2 separate regions of the Sus scrofa genome follow, and region 1 is linked to region 2. Evidence: chromatin contacts called from public HiChIP or PLAC-seq data. All regions are on one chromosome and are shown on one strand. The core of a region is the stretch at or near the end of the contact, and the rest is flanking DNA. Distances in the headings are between cores, read along the strand shown. Region 1 overlaps RHOBTB1 (rho-related BTB domain-containing protein 1). Region 2 has its middle 62 kb from the start of CDK1.

The links. HiChIP or PLAC-seq counts read pairs in DNA pulled down with a chosen protein or histone mark.
Region 1: an H3K27ac HiChIP or PLAC-seq map of alveolar macrophages shows a contact between it and region 2. The contact joins two enhancer-like sites. A contact is called at or near these places in 1 of 5 promoter capture datasets (fetal liver), 13 of 47 Hi-C or Micro-C datasets (alveolar macrophages, blood, brain and 7 more) and 2 of 2 datasets of contacts at active chromatin or transcription factors (alveolar macrophages and skeletal muscle).

The regions. Positions count from the first base shown.
Region 1 is chr14:64,417,919-64,423,590 of Sscrofa11.1, reverse strand. All of the region lies in intron 2 of RHOBTB1 (rho-related BTB domain-containing protein 1), which reads left to right. Among named protein-coding and RNA genes, the nearest start is that of RHOBTB1, 45 kb to the left of the region's middle. Within about 2 kb of position 2,855, at least 25 of the 83 cell types and tissues checked have an H3K27ac peak or open chromatin away from gene starts, as enhancers often do. A contact at or near this core is called in alveolar macrophages and skeletal muscle, where this site is marked.
Region 2 is chr14:64,292,768-64,298,351 of Sscrofa11.1, reverse strand. No RefSeq gene overlaps it. Among named protein-coding and RNA genes, the nearest start is that of CDK1, 62 kb to the right of the region's middle. Within about 2 kb of position 3,616, at least 4 of the 83 cell types and tissues checked have an H3K27ac peak or open chromatin away from gene starts, as enhancers often do. A contact at or near this core is called in alveolar macrophages and skeletal muscle, where this site is marked.

The sequences.
Region 1 (5,672 bases), core at 1,606-4,105, 130 kb before region 2:
CATTTTGATAATATTGACTCTTCCAACACAAGAGCATGGTGTGTCTTTCCATCTGTTTGTGTCATCTTTGATTTCTTTTATCAGCATCTTATAGTTTTCAGAGTACAAGTCTTTTGTCTCTTTAGGTAGGTTTAATCCTAAGTATTTTATTCTTTTTGATATAATGGTAAATGGGATTGTTTCCCTAATTCCCCTTTTTGATCTTTCATTGTTAGTACATAGAAATGCAGTCAATTTCTTGTATTAATTTTGTACCCTGGAACTTTGCCAAAATTCATGGATGAGCTCTAACAGTTTTCTGGTACAGTCTTGAGGATTCTCTAGGTATAGTATCATGCCATCTGCAAACAGTGATAGTTTTAATTCTTCCTTTCCAATTTGGGTTCCTTTTATTTCTTTTACTTCTCTGATTGCCATGGCTAGGACTTGCAAAACTATGTTGAATCGTAGTGGTGAGAGTGCACATCCTTGGCTTGTTCCTGATCTCAGTAGGAATTCTTTCAGCTTTTCACCATTGAGAATGATGTTCGCTCTGGGTTTGTCATAGATGGCCTTTATTATGTTGAGGTAGGTTCCCTCTATGTCCACTTTCTGAAGGGTTTTTATCAGAAATGGGTGTTGGGTTTTGTCAAAGGGTTTTTCTGCATCTATTGAGAGGATCATATGGTTTTTATACTTCAGTGTGTTAATGTGGTGTATCACACCGATTGATTTGTGGGTACTCAAGAATCCTTGCATCCCTGGGATAAATCTCACTTGATCATGATGTACAGTCCTTTTAGTGTATTGTTGGATTTGGTTTGCTAGTATTTTGTTGAGGATTTTTGCATCGATGTTCATCAGTGAAATTGGCCTGTAGTTTTCTTTTTTTGTGGTGTCTTTGTCTGGTTTTGGTACCAGGGTGATGGTGGCCTCATAGAATGAGTTTGCGAGTGTCCCTTCCTCTGCAATTTTTCGGAATAGGTTCAGAAGAGTAGGTGCTAGCTCTTCTCTAAATGTTTGATCGAATTCTCCTCTGAAGCCATCTGGTCCTGGACTTTTGTTTGTTGGAAGTTTTTTAATCCCAGTTGTAATTTCAATACTTGTGATTGGTCTGTTCATCTTTTCTATTTCATCTTGGTTCAGTCTTGGAAGATTGTACCTTTCTAAGAATTTGTCCGTTTCATCTAGGTTTTCGGTTTTATTGGCATATAGTTGCAGGTAACAGTCTCTTACGATCCTTTGTATTTCTGTAATGTCTTCTGTACTGTCTCCTTTTTCATTTCTAATTTTATTGCTTTGAGTCCTCTCTTTTTCTTGATATGTTTGGCTAAGGTTTATCAATTTTGTTGATCTTTTCAAAAGAACCAGCTTTTCACTGCATTGATCTTTTCTATGGTTTTCTTCCTTTCTATTTCATTGATTTCTACTCTGATCTTTTTGATTTCTTTCCTTCTGCCAACTTTAGGTCTTGTCTGTTCTTCTCTCTCGAGCTGCTTTAGATGTAAAGTTAGGTTGTTTACTTGAGCTTTTTCTTGTTTCCTGAGGTGGGCTTGTATTGCTATAATCTTCCCTCTTAGAAGTGCTTTTGCTGCATCCCATAGGTTTTGGAGTGTTGTATCTTTGTTGTCATTTGCTTCTAGGTATTTTTTAATTTCCTCTTTGATTTCTTTAGTGATCCATTGGTTGTTTAGTAGCATGTTGTTTAGTCTCCACGTGTTTGTGGTTTTTGCAGTTTTTTTCTTGTTGTTTATTTCCAGTTGTACAGTGTTGTGGTCAGAAAAGATGCTTGATATGATTTCAATTTTCTTTAAGTTACCGAGGCTTGATTTGTAGCCTAGGATATGAACAATTTTAGAGAATGTTCCGTGTGCACTTGAGAATAATGTGTATTCTGCTGCTTTTGGATGGAGTGTCCTATAAATATCTATTTAGTCCATCTGGTCTAATGCTTCATTTAGGGCCTGTGTTTCCTTATTGATTTTCTGTCTGGATGATCTGTCCATTGCTGTAGGTGGGGTATTAAAGTCCCCCGCTATTATCGTATTTTTTCTAAAGATAGTATCTTTTGAGTAATTTAATATTCAACAAATGTTAAATGGATGAACAAATAGAATTTTTATAAGTAAGTTTATGTAACATCACCCTAAAGTCATGAAGTTTTCTCCTCAGGCAGAATATTTATTTCCAAATGCTTCATTTTAGTATTAATTATTTAAATTCTCCTGTAAGATTTAGAAAGGAAATCAATTTCTGCCTATGAAGTAGGATTATAAAAGATATTATCCCTAATTTTTCAAGTTTTACATAAAGAAGGTTGAATGATTTGATGATATTATGTCACATCTCCGATGTAAAAATCACGAGCTGATTTTTGCTCTTCCCTTAAAATTAGTGAAGCTTCCTTTGCCTAGAAATAAGTAACAGTTTGGCAATTTTGGAAATTTTTGCCTATTTTTTTCTGTACAAACTGAATTCATAAAGAAAGATTGAAGGAGCTGGGGTTTCTGGTTTCTGGTGCATTAAAAGCTACAAGTATAAACAGTGACTAACACATTAGTCATAGTAAGCAGCTGTTCCCTCACAGGACAAGAAATAACATGTTTAAAATTTTGCAAGAAAGTTAGGATAGACAAAATAAAGAAACTTTTATCTCCTGAGAGTGAATCTAAATTAAGTGACCCTAGAATAATATGCAATGTAAAGACAGTTTAGGATAATACAGCTATCCTTGAAGTAATTTTAATTTTTCATTAAGCCTTTCTTAATAAATTTAGACAAACAAGATGATTTTCCAAGGTCTTAAATTTCTAGGAGAAGCTTGAGAGACTGTGCTTATTTTCCATGTGTCCTCTAGAGGGCAGCGGTAGCCCAAAACACCGGAAAGGATTCCCTGTTAATCTCTCCCTCTCTGTTGACAACCTTTACTCAGGTCCCTTTACCACCTCGCACAGGTCCGCCTTCTGTGAAGGAGCTGCCAGTGATATGTCTGTTTCTGCGTACCCAACTAGCAAAATCATTAGACATTAGAAAAGAACACTGCATGAAGTATATTTTCACAGAGAGTGAAAGTAAAAAACAGGATATGAAGACTGTTTTATGTTTGGGCATGTCACTTCACACACACCAACCCATCCTTGTTGGTCCTTTTTATGCATGTTTCATGCATTTTGGAATAAAGGGTGCCAATGAGACAGTTGGGGGACAAAATAAGATGGGTCAAGGCAAAGAAATCAATGTTTCCTCCTCTAGTGGTTTTGCGACAATCCATAGTATTACTGCATGTCTACGTGTTCATTCATTCATTCACTTAGGAGTTACCTACATTCTACATTTGGTAACATGTCGAACAAAGAATCTATTGCGGGAAGCTTATGATTAAGCAAGCGATGCTAAATCACATCATCCAGAGAAGGATGACACAGGAATGAACCCAACTAGTAGCAATGTGCCATTAAAAAAATATCTGCTCCTTTGATCCATGTTTTGAATTTTTTTTTAACGAGGCCCATGGGTCTGAAATCCTTGCCTGGTCTAAGAGAACACATAATTCTCTATTTAAAAGGTGATGACGAACCATGGGAAGCTTCGTAAAGATGAGGGGAGAGCCTGAGTGTGCGCTTTTCTAATGCTGAGGTTTTCTTTTTCAGTTAATGTTGCTTGTTTAAATATTTTATTCTGCTCATAGACATTTTTTTGCGAAGGGTGCAAATTTCAAAAGAGCCTATTTGCAAGGCTACCCTAAAAGCTTCTTCTCATGCTTGTGAATTTATCTTCTGGGATTTGTTTTTTGGTTTTTTTTTTTTTGTATTGTATTCAGATTATTTGCTGATTCAATTTCTTCATTCACTTTTGTCTCATGAAATTGGGAGCAAGATGCAAACATTAAGTCTGGGAAGCAAAAGACTAACAGTGTCAGAATTATACTTCAGACACTATTTGCTGAGCCATTTGGGTTTTCTGTACGGAACAGAAGGTAACAAAAACGGTCTACCTGTGCACCAGTGAGTGGGTCTGAGAACATTCTTGCCATAACTTTGGGTCAAACCAAATGATGTGGTTTATATGACTGCTTGTTTATGCAGCCAGCTTTGGCTGGAAATTAACACATATTTGCAATACTTCTGGGGGACTTCTGCCATCACATCTGCAGCCATGGGCTGCTCTATGGTCAAGGCTTCACTGAAACATCAGAAAATGGACTTTCAGTCCTAACAATGTGGCTGGTAATCATTTATGATGCTCTAACTCTAGATTAGGAATGACACATTTGTACACTGAAACTATGGAGAGTTAAGTGATAATGCTTTGGAGAGAGAACACAGCAGAAACTAAGCATTGTCAGTGTACTGGTTAGGTTGAGGAGCCGGGACCAACCCAGGAAGGAGTCAAATTGTTTACAAGTAGACCAGAAACCATAGCGTTTTTGAAATCATTTCTCTTTGGCCAGAACTGTCTAAGCCAACTGTTATTTCCAGGGCTGCAGTAAATAACCTTAAACTTTTACCAAAGGACAGAGAAGCCTCTAAGTACTTGTCAAGTGGAAAACTTCCTTAGGAGAAAATAGAAAATTATGACTGTTTGAAAAAGACCTAGACATTTATAGTAGACCTTGGGGGTAGGGGCAGGGGCGGGAAACACTATATAATGTGCTTCTTTCTGAGGATGTGGAAATTTCTCCTAAAAGGTTTTTTTAAAAAGTTTGTATAAAGAGTAGGTATAGGACAGAATTTGGTCTCCTGACTTTATTTTGCATTTGTACATTTGAGATGATTCTATAAAACGGCTACTGTTAAACATTATTTATTCCTCTCTCCTCTGCCATTTCTGTGTGCTTAGAGTGAAAAGAAAAATATAACCATGGTGTGTATTTTGATATATTATCTGCTGTAGAGAAGTGTCTCTTTTTCTATTGGGAAGGATTACTGAAGGTCAGAGACAGCCAGATGATTTTAATGCTGGCTCGAAAAAGAACTACAGATCACTACCCACATATAATGAATCAGGAGACATTTTCTACCATGTGGCTCATTTTGAAAGTCTCTACTCATGACCATCCTACTGTTGGATCTCAGGTGCAGAAAAATGGCCAGCTCCTTTAAAAATATTGTCAACAATCACTACACTAACAGCATTGCAATAATGCATTAATAGAATAGCTTCTCTTACTTAAAATTTATAGCTTTATTAAAAGCATTTCCACACACAGCAATGAGTTTAAACTTTACACAGATCCTAGGTGGGCATAGTTAAGTCCATTCCAGACATTTCTAAGTGGAGAGCTGGGGAGGGGGGGGGTTGGTCCCAAGGTCACATAGCTAGGTCACATAGCTAAGCTCATTCTCAAGCAAGGTCTCCACGTTCTGAGGCTAGATCTAAGTGACATTCTAGTGAGGCTGTATTTACAACCTCATTGTGTTCATTTGATTATCCAAAGCAGCCTATGTGTGTGCAGATGTAACATATGCACAATGGTGCTGTTCTCATGTGCCAGGCAGTGTACTCCAAGCACAGGTCTCATTTTCAGCGACAGGGAAGCAGAGCCCCAGCAAGTCTCAGTAACGCATCTAGTATCACACAGCTAGTGACCAGTAGAGCCGGGGATACCCAGGTTTGTCCAAGTGTGAGGCCACACTGCCTGCCGGAAAAGCACTTTCTTCCCAGTGCTGCTACAGTTCTAGACTAGGCTTTCA
Region 2 (5,584 bases), core at 2,367-4,866:
TGGGTCACATGACCCTCTACTTCTGAGCCAGTCTCTCCAACCAGTTGAATGCAATGTACTATTGAATGGCCTGATGTGAATTGTGAAACACCTCCCCTCCCAGAGTCTGGGATGGAATCAGCTCCACTTGAATGTCATAAAGTGGGTGTGGTAGGAAGGGTTGTTCGCAGAGGCAGATCAAGCTTCAGTTCTAACACTTTTTCAGTTGATGGGGTGGGGGAGCTTTCTAAGAAAAGACAAAAATTACAAATTCAAAAATTCAAAATCAGATGTTGAAAGAAAATATTTCAAAGAAAAAAAAATCCCAAATCCCCCAAAAGAAAGGAATGCCACCACCATCATAAAATCCTCCCTAGAATAGCTCTATGATTCTTTTTTCCCTACAATTTTTTGCTGAATACTCTTCATTCACTTCTTCATACAATTATCACTTCAAAATATCATTTTTTAAAGGAGAGCAAAAAGATAGTTCAGTCCCTCTTCTACCACGGTTGAACAATATTTATCACTGATTGTTTTAAAATGTTCTTTCAATTCCCCAATGTGTTAATTGGTAATTTTATGGCCACACCCACAGCACATGGAAGTTCCCCAGACCAGAGATTGAATCCTAGCTGCAGCTGAGACCTAGGCCACAGCTGTGCCAATGCCGGATTTTATACCCGACTGCGCCAGGCCGAGGATCAAACACACACCTCCACAGTGACCGGAGCCACTGAAGTCAGATATTTAATCCAATGTGCCACAGCAGGAACCCCTATATTTTATGCTAAATTATTATTATATTATTATCATTGCCAAATTTGGGACTCCTCTCAAGCTTCTCCTACAAATGAGCTGGATGATTTAGAGATATTGCCCTTTTTCTTGACTGTATCTGACTCATCTTAAATACTCTTCACATTGCCAATGTTCATTAACCAGTTTGCTATCAATGTCCTCTTGTCGTACCAGATCAGTCACCACCCTGGTCAGTAGTGAGTGTTCAGGAATCACATTAGGATGCCACAAACACTGAACTCTAATCAAGTGACTATGAGCCACATAAATTTACCCATTGAAACACAAACAAAATGTACTTCCAACTCAACTTCCCCTTAACTGGACTCAAAAATAGAAGGGCTGAAGACAAAGGGAAGTGTGAATGAGGAAAGTCAGGATGGAAAGATACAGACATGCACATGAGAGGCTTGGAGGCGTCAGCTTCAGTAGTTTTACAGCATACCCACCTCTGGTGTTTCCCCCAGGAAAATTCTTTTTTTTTTTTTTTTTTTATTTATTTTTAGGGCTGAACCGAGGCACATGGATGTTCCCAGCCTAGGGGTCTGATTGGAGCTACAGCTGCTGGCCTACACCACAGCCACAGCAACGCAGGATCCTTAACCCACTGAGCAAGGCCAGGGATCGAACCCGCAACTGCATGGTTCCTAGTCAGATTTGTTTCCGCTGTGCCACAAAGGGAACTCCATCCCCCAGGAAAATTCTGATGCTCTTTCCTGAAGCAGGGGAATGTGTTCTGGCAGGTCAAAACAGTAGCTGTCCACAATTATCACGGTGGCTTTTATTCTTTCCGTCACTAAATTCATTTATTCTCTTTGACTAAATATATCTTCTACAGAAGATTTTTTTGCTGCCCTCAATTAAAAGGACCCTTGGTTTTTTGCTTTTGCTTTTCTCTCTCTGGAATATCCCGTACCCCGTCTTTATTTGACATAGTCATGCCCATCTTACAAGGCCCAGCCAAGAGCTGTCTTTTTTTTTTTTTAACCTCCAATCTCCCTATCCCAGGGTTTTCAAAATAGGTTCCCTGGAACACCAGCTCCTTGAGGGAGTTTCCATTGTGGCACAGCAGGTTAAGGATCAGTCATTGCTGTAGCTGTGGCATGGGTTTCAGCTGCAGCTCGAATTCAATCCCTGGACCAGGAACTTCCATTTAATGACTTTCAGGTGCAGCCATTAAAAAAGGAGTTCCCTTCGTGCTCAGCAGTTAACAAACCCAACTAGGATCCATGAGGACGAAGGTTCAATCCCTGACCTTGCTCAGTGGGTTACAGATCCAGCATTGCCGTGAGCTGTGATGTAGGTCACAGATTTGTCTTGGATCCAGTATTGCTGTGTCTGTGGTATAGGCCAGCAGCTATAACTCCAATTTGACCCCTAGCCTGGGAACTTCCATATGCCACGAGTGCAGCCCTAAAAAGAAAAAAAAGAAAGAAAGAAAGAAAAAAGAACACTAGCTCCTTGAAATGCTCTGGCAAAAAAAAAAAAAGAAAGAAAGAAAGAAAGAAAGAAAGAAAAAGAAAAAAAAAAGTGTCCTATAGTCAAACATGTTTGGGAGAAGTTGCATGATTTCTTTTTCTCTCTTTTTGATTCATAATGTTAGTACTTTGGGAGCTGAGAAGTTCTGCTCTATAAGAATACTCGTTACTGAGAAGTCACTCTATGCCAAGTTGTTCTAATTGCTGCATGTATTATCTTATTTAACTCTCGCTACTTACTCTACAAACACATTGATTTTACAGATGAAGAAATTTTAGGGTTAAATAATTTGAGCCATTAGTATATCTTTCTCATCTTCTCCAGTAGGTCATAAAACCTTTAAAGGGAACTTTGTCTTAGTCTCCTTACCCACCTAACCTCTCACAGCATCTGACACATGGTAGGTATTCAATAAATATTTGTTGACTGAATACATCTGAAAGCTTTTTAAACTTCCAACTTGTATTTCAATTCCAAAAGGAAAAAGCAAATCCAATAAATTAAATGCTAGAAAATGAAGCCAGGAGCCTTTATACAACTTTTCCAAATCCTTTCATATTTGCTCCACTTCTGCTGTTTACCAAGTGAATAAGGAAATTAAAAAGCAGCTACAAGCTGTTTTAATAGTCAGACTTATATTCAATTTGGAATCAGCACAGAGATATATTATTTCTGAAGGCCCTTCACTGCAAAAGGGCTGGAAAACATACCAAATAAAACTCAATCAATCCTAGTCTGATATTTTCTGCTCTGAAAGAGGAAATACATAACAGCATTATTCATAATGTCCAATAATTCCCATAGCACAGGGACACAAAAAATATTCATTGTGAATGACAATATCTCAATTCAGGTTCTTGTCTTTAAACCTAGCATAAACAAGGAGCACCTTCTGAATATCCTATTTTTAAGAATGACCTGGGTAGAAGGGATGTTAGTTTCAGAGGATTCAAGTTCAAATCATGAGTCATCTTCTCCATTTCAATCACAATTCTGGTATACTTTGTATTGGCTAAAATGAACATGTCTTACTGCAGGGGGGAAGAAAGAATCTAAGCAAATTGGCACACTCACTTTAAAAAATTTTAATCCAACATATTTTGGTTCCAGTGTAAACAAACCTCACCCAATTTCTCACTGTCTTTCAAGATAGCAAAATGGTTTATCTTAAAAACTCCCTCAATCATTGTATGAATATATCACATATCACAAATTCATATTACATTATTTTGATTGCAAGGAGCCAGTCCAAATATTTCACATGGAGAGTTTGAAGAGTGAAAGTCTAGCAACCTGTTGACCAGAACTGCCTGCCCGTTAGGCTCCCAGCTGTGAAACTGAATCCATCCTCCACGTGACCTCCAGAGTGCTTGTCCCTGCCTTGCTTCAAGTCATTCAGGGGCTCTCAAGTATCTTTAGAAGAAAGGACAGACCAAAGAGCCCCTTCAAGGCCTAAATTACTCTTTATTCTTTAGCCTTATTTATCACCACTTTTTCCATATAGAACTGCTTAAAGTGCATATGCCTTTCTATTTTATACATCCATGGTTTGGCTCAAAATGCAAAATATTCTCCCAGTTCTTATCCCTTCTTCCTCCCTCCTCTGACCCTCCCTGCCCCTTCAACCTAAAACTCTAATCCTTCAAAATAATGCATATCCATGCAATTCCACTCCCAGGAAAATACACAAATGAACACATGTCCACACAAAAACTCATACATGAATGTTCACAGCAGGTTTTTTTCTTTTTACAGCTGGACCTGCCTGGCACATGGAAATGCCTGGCTGTATCAGAGCTGCAGATGTGGCTATGCCATAGCCAGAGCAACACCAGATTGGAGCTGCATCTGCAACTGATGTATGCTGCAACTTGCAGCAACGCTGGATCCTTAACCCACTGAGCAAGGTCAGATATCAAACCCACATCCCACGGAGACAATGTTGGGTCCTTACCCTGCTAAGCTACAATAGGAACTCCCGTAGCAGCTTTATGCATTAGAGACAAATAGTGAGAACAACCCAATTGTCCATCAACTGATAAACTAAATGGAATGTATCCATACAACGGAATATTATTTGGTACTAAAAAGGAAAGAGGAGAGTTCCCGTCATGGCTCAGCGGAAATGAATCTGACTAGCATCCACGAGGACACAGGTTCTATCCCCAGCCTTGCTCAGCAGGTTAAGGATCCGTCATTACCATGAGCTGTGATGTAGGTCTCAGACACAGCTTGAATCCCGAGTTGCTGTGGCCGTGACATAGGCCAGCAGCTTCAGCTCTAATTTGACTCCTAGCCCGGGAAACTGCATATGCTGCAGGTCTGCCCTCCGCCCCCCAAAAAAAGACAAAATTAAAAAATAAAATAAAATAAAATAAAAATTTAAAAAATAAAAAGAATGAAGTACTAACACATGCTACAACATGGACGAATCTTGAAAATGTTATGCTAACTGAAAGATACCAGACACAAAGGACCATATATTGTAAGATTCCATTTACATTAAATGGCCTGCATAGGTAATCTACAGAGACAGAAAGTGTATTAGTGGATGCCTAGGAATAGAAGGACTGGGGGAAATGGGAAGTGAGTTACTTGTGATGAGTAATGAAACTATTCTTAAACTGACTGATGCATGTGGTGGTTGCACAACTCTGTGAATACACTAAAAGTCATTGAATGGTGCACTTTAAATGAGTAAATTATATTGTGAATTATCTCTCAATAAAGCTGTTATGAAAACAATGTTCAGGGAAGAGTTTCCTAATGGCCTGGCAGTTAAGGATTCTGCATTGTCACTGCTGTGGCACAGGTTCAATCCCTGGCCCAGGAACTTCTGCATGCCACAGATAGGGCTGGAAAACAAAACAAAACAAAAAAGCCCCCAAAACAAAAAACAGTGCTCAGGGAAATTCTGGCTTTTCCCTAAAAATTTGTAACTCCATTCTCCAATTACTTCTATCTCTAGCACATGAATTTTTAACTGCTAATTTATAACAATTAGTAGCTGTCATTTTGCCAAGGACTTTATATTTTATTTAATATTTCCAATAAACCCAAGAAAAATATTATCATATTACTTTACAATTAGATATATTTTTAAGTGCTTTGTCATTCAACAGGACTGTTTCTCAAAGACAGAAGTTGCATATATGTGGCCCACTATGATTCAGTGGAATTTTTTTGTTTGATTCGAAGTCACAATGTTTTTCAAAAACTTTAAATAAATTGATGACATTTTAAAAATCTGGATATTTTATGCAAAAATCCACTTTGCTAACCTAGCTTACAGAAACTCAGAGGGCCTTATTATAAGATTTGACCA